Regions from separate parts of the Capra hircus genome. Here region 2 is linked to region 1. Evidence: chromatin contacts called from public Hi-C data. All regions are on one chromosome and are shown on one strand. The core of a region is the stretch at or near the end of the contact, and the rest is flanking DNA. Distances in the headings are between cores, read along the strand shown. Region 1 has its middle 7.9 kb from the start of MAP1S. Region 2 overlaps FCHO1 (F-BAR domain only protein 1).

The links. A called contact is a pair of places that touch in the nucleus more often than the background predicts.
Region 2: a contact with region 1 is called in a Hi-C map of blood, with 4 times the contacts expected there. The contact joins two enhancer-like sites. A contact is called at or near these places in 3 of 5 Hi-C or Micro-C datasets (all in blood).

Annotation. Positions count from the first base shown.
Region 1 is chr7:103,332,482-103,338,241 of ARS1.2, forward strand. No RefSeq gene overlaps it. Among named protein-coding and RNA genes, the nearest start is that of MAP1S, 7.9 kb to the right of the region's middle. Within about 2 kb of position 3,155, at least 1 of the 5 cell types and tissues checked has an H3K27ac peak or open chromatin away from gene starts, as enhancers often do.
Region 2 is chr7:103,400,472-103,406,231 of ARS1.2, forward strand. FCHO1 (F-BAR domain only protein 1) reads left to right here. Exons shown (of 28, transcript XM_018051400.1): 9 at 647-745; 10 at 832-928; 11 at 2,520-2,564; 12 at 2,680-2,758; 13 at 3,752-3,776; 14 at 4,150-4,207; 15 at 4,896-5,074; 16 at 5,178-5,202; 17 at 5,584-5,635. Among named protein-coding and RNA genes, the nearest start is that of B3GNT3, 15 kb to the right of the region's middle. Within about 2 kb of position 2,655, at least 2 of the 5 cell types and tissues checked have an H3K27ac peak or open chromatin away from gene starts, as enhancers often do.

The DNA of each region.
Region 1 (5,760 bases), core at 1,905-4,404:
AAGAGAGCTCATGTGGTTCCTGAAGGCCCACTGTGTGTTTGTCAATGTGCTGGGTGCCTGACATATCCTATTTCCCTTAATCCTCTGCAACCTGAGGTGGGTGCAGTACTGTGCTCATTTCACAAATAGGAAGACTGAGTTCCTGAGATATTGGGGAGACAAGGCTGGGATATAAAGTAAGATTGGACCAACTCTCGGAATAGGCTGTTTATGCAACACAGATGTTCATGTAATCACTCATTCATTCAAAAAACACAGCCTGGATCCACACCCATGTCCACGCCATGTCCAAGGCCTGGGGAGGGGATAGATCCTGCCTGGGGTCCGGGAGAAAGATGTGGGGCCGAAGAACCCGATCTCTGCAGTCAGTGCTGAGAGATGACTAAGGAGGAAGGAGGCTCTGATTGGTACACTGGGAAAGGTGTCCTGGAAGAGAGGAAGCCAGAGAGTGAAGAGGTCTCCCTAGGCACTGAAGAACTGGAGGAAGGGCATTCCTAGCAGACAGCATAGCAAATATTATATCAATAACCTCAGATACACAGATGACACCATCCTTATGGCAGAAAGCAAAGAAAAACTAAAGAGCCTCTTGATGAAAGTTCAGTCACTCAATCGTGTCCAACTCTTTGCAGTCCCATGGACTGCAGCACACCAGGCTTCCCTGTCCATCACCAACTCCCGGAGCTTGCTCAAACTCATGTCCATCGAGTCAATGATACCATCCAATCATCTCACCCTCTGTCATTGCCTTCTCCTCCTGCTCTCGATCTTTCCCAGCACCAGGGTCTTTCCCAGTGAGTCAGTTCTTTGCATCAGGTGGCCAAAGTATTGGAGCTTCAGCTTCAGCATCAGTTCTTAAATGAGTATTCAGGACTGATTTCCTTTAGGATTAACTGATTTGATCTTCTTGCTCTCAAGGAACTCTCAAGAGTCTTCTCCAACACCACAGTTCAAAAGCAACTTAAACTTTCAAAAGGAAGTGAAAGAGGAGAGTGAACAAGTTTGCTTAAAACTCAATTCAAAAAACGAAGATCATGGCATCTGGTCCCGTCACTTCATGGCAAATAGATGGAGAAATACTGGAAACAGTGAGAGACTATTTTATTGGGCTCCAAAATCACTGCAGATGGTGACTGCAGCCATGAAATTAAAAGTCACTTGCTCCTTGGAAGAAAAGCTATGACCAACCTAGACAGCATATTGAAAAGCAGAGACATTGAGGACAAAGGTCCTAACCAAAGGGTTAGGCAAAGGGAGGACGCGCTCCCTCATAGCTCACCCCATTACTCCTTTATGCCTCGGTTATGAGCTATGATGGATTGGCCTAAGGAGGCTAATAATACAAGACAGCGATTGAACTGGCCAAGAGAGTGAGGCCTCGAAAGGGGCAAAGCCATGGGACTGGCCAGGCGGGGCTCCGGCCTCAGAGGCGGGACTCAGTCTAAAGTCCCCAGAGTGACCAGCAGGGGGCAGCACTGGGCCAACGGCTGATGCCCACGGTTGGGGGTCACCTGGAGTGAGGTACCAGCTCCAGAGGATTACTTTATTTAGCAAGTTCCTTCAGTGTGCCAGGTGCTGGGCAAAACTCTACAAATGTTCACTCCTTTAATCTCCAAGTTGATTATATGGGCAGGGAAACAGAACAAAAATTTTAAGTCACATACCCAAATTCACGCAGCTAGGAAGTGACAGAGTTGGGGTTTAAACCCAGGGAATTCAGCTGCAGCGCTTAACACCTACACTCCCAAATCCTCTAAAATGATAGTTTTCGTTCGTTTGTTTTTTAAAGCAAGGGCTCCCTCTCAACAATTACTGAGTTCTTGCTTACCTTTCTTATGCGCCATCTTCCCGGGTGCATACAATAATTTCCATTCCGCAGGTGTGTACAATCATTCCATTACTCGTTTATGCTTCGGTTCCATTAAATCAAGGCGTAAAGGAGTGACTCTTGGAGTCGAGATGCTTTTTATGTCCAAAGTGAAAATCTCAAGAGTTTGGGAGGCTCATCCACCCTCGGGCCTGGATCCAGCTCAGGGAAGGAACCAGCAGGAACCCAAAGCCTCTGCCTTTTCCAGTCTCCAGGCCCCTGCTGCCCCCACTGCCCCAGTCAAGACACGCCCCAACTCAGACGTGCACCCTCATTCATGCCAGCCTTCCGAGACCTGCTTCTCCGCCCCAGACTGGCTGAAGACCCCATGGACTCCCGCCCAGCCAAGGGAGAGGGCTGAGAACACTCGACAAAGGGGCTTCAGTGATGTTATCTTTGACAGGTGGGAAACTGATCAGAAATGCCAAAACATGTGCCCAAACTGCTGACAGTAGGAGGCACAGCTGGACCCGAAGCCATGCCTCTAAGACTACCATTAAGGCACTGTCAGGCAGGTCTGTATGAGTCCGGGTGCCCAGGGCACCCGAGAATCCTTTGAAAATGTTTGAGACCCAGATGCATAAACACTTGGGCTCTAGAATGCAAAAGGGGAACGCCAAGCCCAAATGAACCCATGTTTTATTATGTTTAAGAACAGGATGCCACCTTTATTGTGGTTAAAATCGATCCATCTGGAAAGAGGCCTGGGTTGGGAATGCTCTCCCTGAGAAGACCCCAAGCAGATCGCCGGCAGTTGTCTACTTGAGAGGGTTGCCTGTGGCCAGTAGATTTCCAAAGCAAAATGATAAATTACAAGAATAATTAACCCGATGCGCATTTAGCACGTGGAGCTTCTGCTTCGAGCTGGGAGTGTTTTAACTCCTTTAATCCCAACAGCGCCTCTACTGGGTGCGGCTGTTTCGATACAGGTTCAAGCGACGGGGAAACTGAGGCACAGGGAAGTCAAAGAGCCGAGGAGGGACATAGCTGGAGTTTGCACTTCACCAGACCCCCTCATGCGGTCGGCACCCTTGACCCCTGTGTCGTCTTCAGCCTTGTGTTACACGGCGGCGTCTTCAGTGGAACGGGAGATGCGGATACCATGGCGACCGTTTGATTTGGAAAGCGTATGGATGTCGGGCACGGCGCAGTTTGGGGTTCCAGATCTGGACGATGGTGGGAAACTAGGTCAGGACTCCTCTATGTCTCCTCCAATCCCAGTTCTCCTCCCCGGACTGCAATCCACAAGGCAGGTCGCCTCCCGCCCTGGACCTGCGTGCCAGCCAGGATGCAGCCCCGCCCCTGACCACGCCCTGGTGGCCGGCGCTGATTGGATCCGCGGGGTGTAACCGCTAGAGCAGTACTTCATACAACAGCTGGTAGCGAATTGGAGGACGTACTTCGAAAGCTCTGGCCGCAAGGCTCTCCTTGCGCGGTGATTGGCTCCCAATCTTCCCTCCTCCTCTAGCATCTGCCTCCAAACCGTGCCTCAGTAAGATGTCTTTAATTCCTCTGACACACCTTTGTGCAGGCTTCTGCACGCACTGTTCCCATTGCCAGAAACACCTCCTCCTCTCTCCTGTATAGGCTGCTTTCTCTAACCTTCCCAGCTGAAATGTCCCCTCGTCTGGGAAAGCCCTGATGCCCAAGGCTGGTTGGAGAACGCCCCTGGGGCCTTCAGCATCTTCTGTTCTTATACCAGTTTTCTTGTCTGTTTCCCAACCAGGCAGCAAGTTCTTTAGAAGCTAGGGCTGCAGCTCAGAAAACATTGTCTCCCCATTGCCCAGCAGCATACAGAAGGAGCTCAAGCAATATATGTCGGACTTCCCTGGTGGACCAGTGGTTAAGAATCCGCGTGCCAAAGCAGGGGACACGCATTTGATCCCTGGTCTGGGAAGATTCCACATGCCAGCAGAGCAACCAAGCCCAGCGCACCTCAGCTACTGAAGCCTGAGGGATCTCGAGCCCGCGTTTCGGCAGCCACTGAAGCCTGTGGTGGCCTAGAACCCATGCTCCGCAACAAGACAAGCCAACACAATGACAAGCCGGCACACCACGACTAGAGAGTAGCCCCGTTTTCACAACTAAAGAAAGGCTGCGTGCAGCGACAAAGATCCCGCGCAGCCGAAGATAAAATAAAATTTAAAAAGAAATAAATATCGACTGGTATAATTAATGAATTAATCTGGTACCAGAGATTCGGGAGCTCTCCACCCTCTGAAACAGAAACACGCCCTGTGGGGCCTTGCCAGTGACAGACATCTGTGTTCCCCACTTCTTGCTTGTAGAAAAAAGCTTTTAGCTTCTTAGGCCTTCCGAGAGAGCAGACTCAAGCAATTGATGACTGGAGAAGTGGAAAATCAGGAACAAAAATGAAGCAGTCAACTGGGAAAGTAATAGCAAATTAAATAGGTCCACCAGAAAAAAGAGTCACAAAACCCCTAGTTTATCCTTGAGGTTACCCCTCAAGGCTATGTGCCTTCTGACACATATTCTTATGCTGTTTTTGCAAAAACCAGGACCCCACCAGATGGAAACTGCTGACCTCAAACATATAGAGCCTAAACTGGTTGGAGGCAGAAGATTGATTACCCTGTTAACTCATCACCAACCAATCGGAAAAATGTCCATGACATGGTCATACACCCTGTGACCCTCACCACCCTTTCCTGGAAGCCATCAGAGGTTGGACACCTTTGGCACTTTAGCTACCTTCTCGCCGTACTTGGCACTGTGCAAAGGATTGCTGCACTTTCCTTCACCACAACTGGTATCAGTTGACTGGCTTTGCAGCGCATTGGGTGAGAGGACCTGAGTCCAGTTTGGTAACACTTTTGGGAGCCCTGAGCTAGAAGCTCCTGAGGTCGGGACCAAGACTCCCTTGCTACCGGTCTGGCATACATGTGTGTGGAATGGGGCGGGGAAGGGGGACTGGTCTTTTGTGAGGATGACGTTGAGGATGTGCTCCACAGTGACTCATGGTTCCCCTACACGATCCTCTGCAGCCCCCAGGGATCCAAGCCACGCCAGCCTGGCACCTCCCTCCCTACTCATCCTCTATCTAGGGCCCACACTGAGGTAGGATTTGGAGTGGCCCGAGGGAGAGGAAGGGATGGGCATTCATGTCTGCGAGCCTCTGGTAAGTGTCCAAAGTGGGCTGTCTTGTCCAGCCCCCCATGGGGGCGGAGCTTGGTGGGACCCTGAGCTGCTAAGAGGAGGAGGGAATCACCATTTCTGGGGGCATCTTTGCACTAATTGGGGAATTTGGGGGAGTGGCTGAGAGATCGCCCACCCAGAGAGGACTGGGATTATAAATAAGAGGCAGCTTTCCTCCCCCATTCCACCCACCCCCACCCCACATCCTGGTGATTTTATGACATAAACTCATTGCAAGCAAGTGCCTATCCCTGTCAGGTCACTCCTAGATGCCTCTTTCCTTTTTGCTCCATAGTATGGGGTTTAAGAGGGCTTCCTTGGTAGCTCAGACAGTAAAGAATTCTGCTGCTATGCAGGAGACCCAGGTTCGATCCTTGGGTCAGGAAGATCTGCTGGAGAAGGGAATAGTGACCCACTTCAGTGTTCTTGCCTGCAGAATCCTATGAACAGAGGAGCCATGGGCTACAGTCCAAAGGATCGCAAAGAGTCAGGCATGACTGGGAGACTCAGCGCACGCGCACACACACACACACATGTTGGCTTGGTCTCATTTAACCCATGCAATATATTTCAAAACAAAAACATTTAGCATCAACTCTCTGCTCTGCAGGAGCGAACTGAAGCCACATCCTTCTCTCAGGAGACCCCTGAAGAACGTCTATGTTCCTCCATTTGGAGCAATACCAGCCCCTCCTTCCCCTTCCAGCCCATCCATGACTCTTTGGGGAGTCCATGTC
Region 2 (5,760 bases), core at 1,405-3,904, 67 kb after region 1:
GTCATGGTGACTGAAAAGCCTGGATTCCTGGTCTAGCCTCTGTCCATCACCAGCTGTGCAACCTTTGGCCAGGCACTGCACCTCTCTGGGTCTCTGTCTACTCAAAGGTTTAAAAAGCAGATTGGGAGCTCAGGATTAAGAATTAGATTTTTTTTCCTTCGATTTTATAGTGATAGAAAGTTGCAAGCAATAGAAATCTTTGTTCAAACTGACAAGGAGACTTACAGGCTCAGGGAACTGAAAAGTTCAGGGTGGGGCAGAGCTTCAGGCCTGGCTGGATCCAGGTGCCCAAATGGTGTTGGCAGGAAGTTGTGCCTCTTTGCTTCTCAAATCTGTTTTTCTCCCTGAGGGCTTCATTCCCAGGCAGACATACCCTCCTCAGTGTCTCAGTGTGTGTGTGTGTGTGTGTGTGTGTGTGTGTGTGTGTGTGTGTGTGTGTGTGTGTGTTACAAAGTAGCCACCAGCAGCGGCCCCATTTATCTACCAGCTCATTGAGTCAGGATAAGTGTTTTTTCTATGATTCCAGCAAAAGTCCCAGAGCTCTTACCCAAATCAATCACTGAGGCCAGGGGGTTGGAACATTCTGATTGGTCAGGTGGGGTCACTAGCCACGCCTTCCCATTTTGCTCCTCCCCTCCTGCCTCAGCGCTTCCAAGCCATGGAAGAGACCCACCTGCGGCAAATGAAGGCACTGATGGGCTCTTACGCCCACTCAGTGGAGGACACCCATGTGCAAATTGGGCAGGTGAGTGGTGTTGGGGGTGGGGAATGAGGTTGGGGTGCTGGGCAAGAAGGCCCTGCCTGGTTACAGACTCCGTCCTCCTGGCCCAGGTGCATGAGGAGTTTAAGCAGAACGTAGAAAACGTCAGCGTGGAGATGCTGCTGAGGAAGTTTGCAGAGAGCAAAGGCACAGGCCAGGAGAAGCCTGGTGAGTCTGGGGCATCCATGGGAGTTGGGCTGTGGAGCCACAGCTATGGGGAAGGAACGGGATTCAAGAGCCTAGAGAATGAACCTCCCTGGGCTTCATTTTCCTCACCAGAAAAATGGGGTTAAAAAAAAAGAAAAGCAAAATGGATGGATGAAACTTCCCTGGTGGTCCAGGGGCTGGCTTCTTCCCGTGCAGGGGGTGCAGATTCAGTTCCTGGTCAGGGAACTCCCACATGCCTTGCAGTCAAAAAACCAAAGCAGAAGACAGAAACAGTATTGTAACAAATTCAATAAAAGACTTTTAAAGTAGTCCACATTTTTAAAAATAATCTTTTTAAAAAATGGACTGAAGACAAATCTAACTCAGCAACCTACAGAGGAAGAGAACTTGATGCCTAATCTTACAGATAAACCTCTTACCACTAGATACCAGAGAGGTCTTGAATGCCAGGGTCAGCCTTTCAACTGTTTCCCTGAGGGCTCAAGGGAGCCACTGAGGATTATTGAGCAAAAGGCCCATTTGAAAATGTCCCAGATTACAGGGTCAAGGAAGAATTGAGAGCCCAAGTTTTAGGGTCACATCTGGGTTTGCATCTTTCCCTTGTTACTCATTGTGTCACCTTGGGCATCTGTCTTGCCTTCTCTTGAGTTTTAGTTTCCTCTTCTGTAAAGTAGGGATGATAGCGCCCAACTAATGGTGTTGTGAAAGTTCACTGTTACTGTTGTTCAGTCGCTAAGTTTTGTCTGACTCTTTGCAACCCAATGAACTGCAGCACGCCAGGCTTCCCTGTCCTTCACTGAGTTTGCTCAAACTCAATGGACATCACTGAGTCAGAGATGCCATCCAACCGTCTCATCCTCTGTTGGCTCCTTCGCTTGCCCTCAGTCTTTCCCAGCATCAGGGTCTATTCCAGTGGGTCAGCTCTTTGCATCAGGTGGCCAAAGTATTGGAGCTTCAGCATCAGCCCTTCCAATGAATATTCAGGGTTCACTAATTTGATGCAAATAAAGGACAAAATGTGTGCTTGGCACACAGTAGGTACTTTGGTAAATGCTGTTTACATCCTTAGGTCTAGACAACCACTAGGGTCTGTCTTTTCTCCCTCCCGTCTCTATAGCTCAGCACCAGCTCAGGCTACTTCTCATTGTGTGAACCTCCATTCTTGTTTTTCACTGGCTCCAGATTTCTCATGCCCTGCTCTTGCTCACATAACCTCTGTGGTTTCCCATCACCCTTGGGAGAGAGTCCCAGGTCCTCATCCTGGGACTTAAGGCTCAGCCCACTGCACTGACATTTATGATCCATCCTCTGACCCACCCAAGTTCTACCCAGAAATTCTGGAAGTAGAAGTAACTCAGGCAGTCCCTCCAGTCCATCCCAAGGTGGCACCATCCAAGGCAAGACCAAGAACCCTTGGCCCATCCCACGCATGACTATCTCCGAGACTGGTTCAGCATCTTGGCTCACGCCTTGGACCCTGACTCACCTTACGCTCAGACCCAGGTGCCATTGTGTGACCAAAGGTATATTGCTACCCTTCCCAGGCCCAGTCCCCCTGCCTGGCTGAGTGTCTCAATTATTTCTGTCCCAGGGCCTTTGGACTTTGAGGCGTACAGAGCGGCTACCCTGCAGGAAGGCAAGTACGTCTGGGCCTGGATGCCCAGGCTGGACCATGGGGATGAGGGAGGCAGATCTGAATGGGAAGGGGACCCCCACCCAGGGCTCATCTGCACCCCTTCATCTGTTCTCAGCAATGAAACGTTTGCGTGGAGCCAAGGCCTTTCGCCTCCCAGGACTGAGCCGGCGGGAGCGGGAGCCACCTACAGCTGTGTGAGGAAGCATCCCAGCCCCAGCCCTGGCCCAGGCTAACCCAGGATCCCTCCTCATTCCTAGGCTCTCCTGGAAGTCCCATGCTTAGGGTAGCCCAAGAGAATTTCCATTCCAGGCTAGCCCAGGATCCCTTCTACCCAGGCCAGCCCAGAAGCACTTCTGTCCAGGCTAGCTCAGTATTACCAGTGCCCAAACTAGTCCAGGGGGCTACCCAGATGGTACTAGTGGCAAAGAACCCACCTGCCAATGCAGGAGACTTAAGAGATATGGACTCAACCCCTGGGTGGGGAAGATCCCCTGGAGGAAGGCATGGCAACCCACTCTAGTATTCTTGCCTGGAGAATCCCATGGACAGAGGAGCCTGGCAGGCTACAGTCCATAGGGCCACACAGAGTTGGACACGAGCGAAGTGACTTAGCACACACACAAGGTCATCCAGAATTCTCCTTTTGCCAAGACTAGACCAGGGGCGGCCTGTTGCAGACCCATCCAGGATTACCCCTGCCCTGGCTGGCCTGGGATTTCTCCCTGGCAGGGCTAGACTTGCTGTTTCCCTCATCTCATCTAGCCTGGTAATTCTACCATTGTCAAGATGAGCCCACGAGTCTCTCTGCCCAAACTAGTACCAAATTCTTCCCTATACCCGTGGTCTCCCTGGCTAGACCAGGGTTAGCCTTGCCCAGGCTAGCCCAGAATTCTTCTCTTTGCCAAGGCTGGCCCTGTTATTTTCCTGCCAAGGTGAGCCCTACATTCAGACTGATTTCCAAGTCCCTCCCCTTCCAAGCTGTTTGAGAATGCCCCACACTCAGCTAACTCAGACTCACTGGCCCCAGCCCCAAGCTAGCCCCAAGGTTGCCGCACCTGCAGGGCTGGCCCAGGACCACAGAGCCGCCCAGGGGACTGCCTGCAGGTTCTGCATCTGGTGTTGGGGGTGGAGCGGAGGGCCAGAGGAGGTGGCGGAGCAGACACTGACATCTGCTTCTCCATCCGCAGAGATTCCCTGGAACCTGATTTAGGGGTAAGTGCCATGGGAGGGGCCCAGTCCTGCCTTGCTCCCCACTCCCATGTCTGGAAACCACGCCTGGAGCTCAAGGGGCTAGAGGTCACACGGCTTAGGGACCAGGTTCCAGTCCCACATTGGCTGCAAACCCCCATGGATGATGTGGGAGGGACCAATATCCTCCTTTCGCTTCAGTTTGCCCCTCAGGACAGGTAGTGGCGTGTTCTCTTCCTTTAAGAACCTGCCCACACACCGCGGGAAGATAGTTATTGCCACTGGGGTTCTTTTTTGATCTGAGTCAGGGCCCAGAGGTGGGAGGCGGGCATGGCAGGGTGAGATGGGAGGTTTGGTACTGGAGAGGCTAACGCATTGCTTGCTTGTCCCTCCCCAGACTTGTCCAGAGGTGGATGAGGAAGGTTTCACCGTCAGGCCTGATGTCACCCAGAACAATATCCTCCTGGCGCCCTCTGGGGGCAGCTGTTGGCACAGCAAGGACAAAGCTCCATCCACAGGGATCCACCCACCATTAGCAAACCCTCTCTGCCTGCATGCTTGGTGGAGCCTCCAGTTGTGAAGCAAGCAGATTCAAATACAGACACTCACCCTGCGGGGTCAGAGCTGAGCAACAGAGAGAGAAGAGGGCTTGATTATCCCAGAGCGGGGAGCAAAAGGGGCTTGCTGGAAGAGGTGGTCACGTGTTGGGGTTTAGCAGCTGAATAGTTACTGATTGGGTCAGGGAATGCTTATATAAGGGGCTTCCCAAGTGGCACTAGTGGTAAAGAAATGCCTGCCAATGGAGAAAACACGGGTTTGATCCCTGGATCAGGAAGGTCCCCTGGAGGAGGAGATGGCTACCCACTCCAGTATTTTTACCTGGGAAATCCCATGGGCAGAGGAGCCTGGTGGGCTGCAGTCCGTGGGGCTGTGAAGAGTCAGACACGACTGAGTGAGCAAGCACGCATTCTTGTATGAAGGCTTGTGGGGAGAGGAGCATGGTGGCAGATGCGTGGTGTCAAGGCGAGGGGGGCAAGTGATGAGAGCGGAGATGGGGCCGCACCCCAAAGGGGTATGAGCAGGAAGGGACGGGTGTGAGGGCTGACTGGGGGAGCCAGTGTTGGTGCCTTGACTGCAGTGCACGCACAGCAGAGTCCACCCACTTCTCATCCAGTGACTCCGATTTTGATGATGAGGAACCCCGCAAAATCTACGTGCACATCAAGCCTGCCTCAGCCCGGGCCCCACCCTGCAGTCCCAAGGCAGCTGCGGCCCAGCTCAAGGCCACAGCAGGCAGCCTCATTCTTCCTCCCGGCCCCGGGGTGAGGCGCCTGGCCCCGGGGTGAGGCATGGGGAGATGCCCTGCGTGGGGCGGGGGCTCCGGCCGAGCGCCCCCCCAACCTGATGCCACCCTTTTGTCCGCAGGGCACCATGAAACGCCATTCTTCACGTGAGTAGTCTGTTGAGGGCTCTTCAGTTGACAAGAGGCCCGTGAAAGGGAGACTGGGCCTGGAATGTGGGTGTGGGTTTGAATGTCAGCTCTGCTGTGTGACTTGGGGCAAGCTGCTTGCCCACTCTGATCTCAGTCTCCTTTAATGACATGGGGTCATTCCTTATGAGAATTAAATGAGAGCCAAAAGGGATCACTGAGGCCGGGAGAGAAGCCAAAAGCTGGAGACAAGTTGGCTCAGGTTCAGATCGCTCTCTGCCTGATTTGCTGGTCACTTTGGGTGGCTGACTGGACAGCCCCAAGCCTCGGTCTCCTGGTCTGTGGAGTGGGAAGCCGTGCAGGCCTGGCGACAGGAAGGCTCAGGAGGTCCATCTCTCACAGGGGACACTGTCGGGAGACCACAGAGGCCTCAATCCGCCCCAAGGGCCAGCAGGTGGGTTCCATGGGGGTGGGGCATTGGGCCCACATGAGTGGGCAGGTGGGCGGCCCGTCCCCGACACCACCTCTTCCTCCTCCTCCCCTGCTGCCTCCCCAAGTCTCTGACTCCCCTTCTTTTAC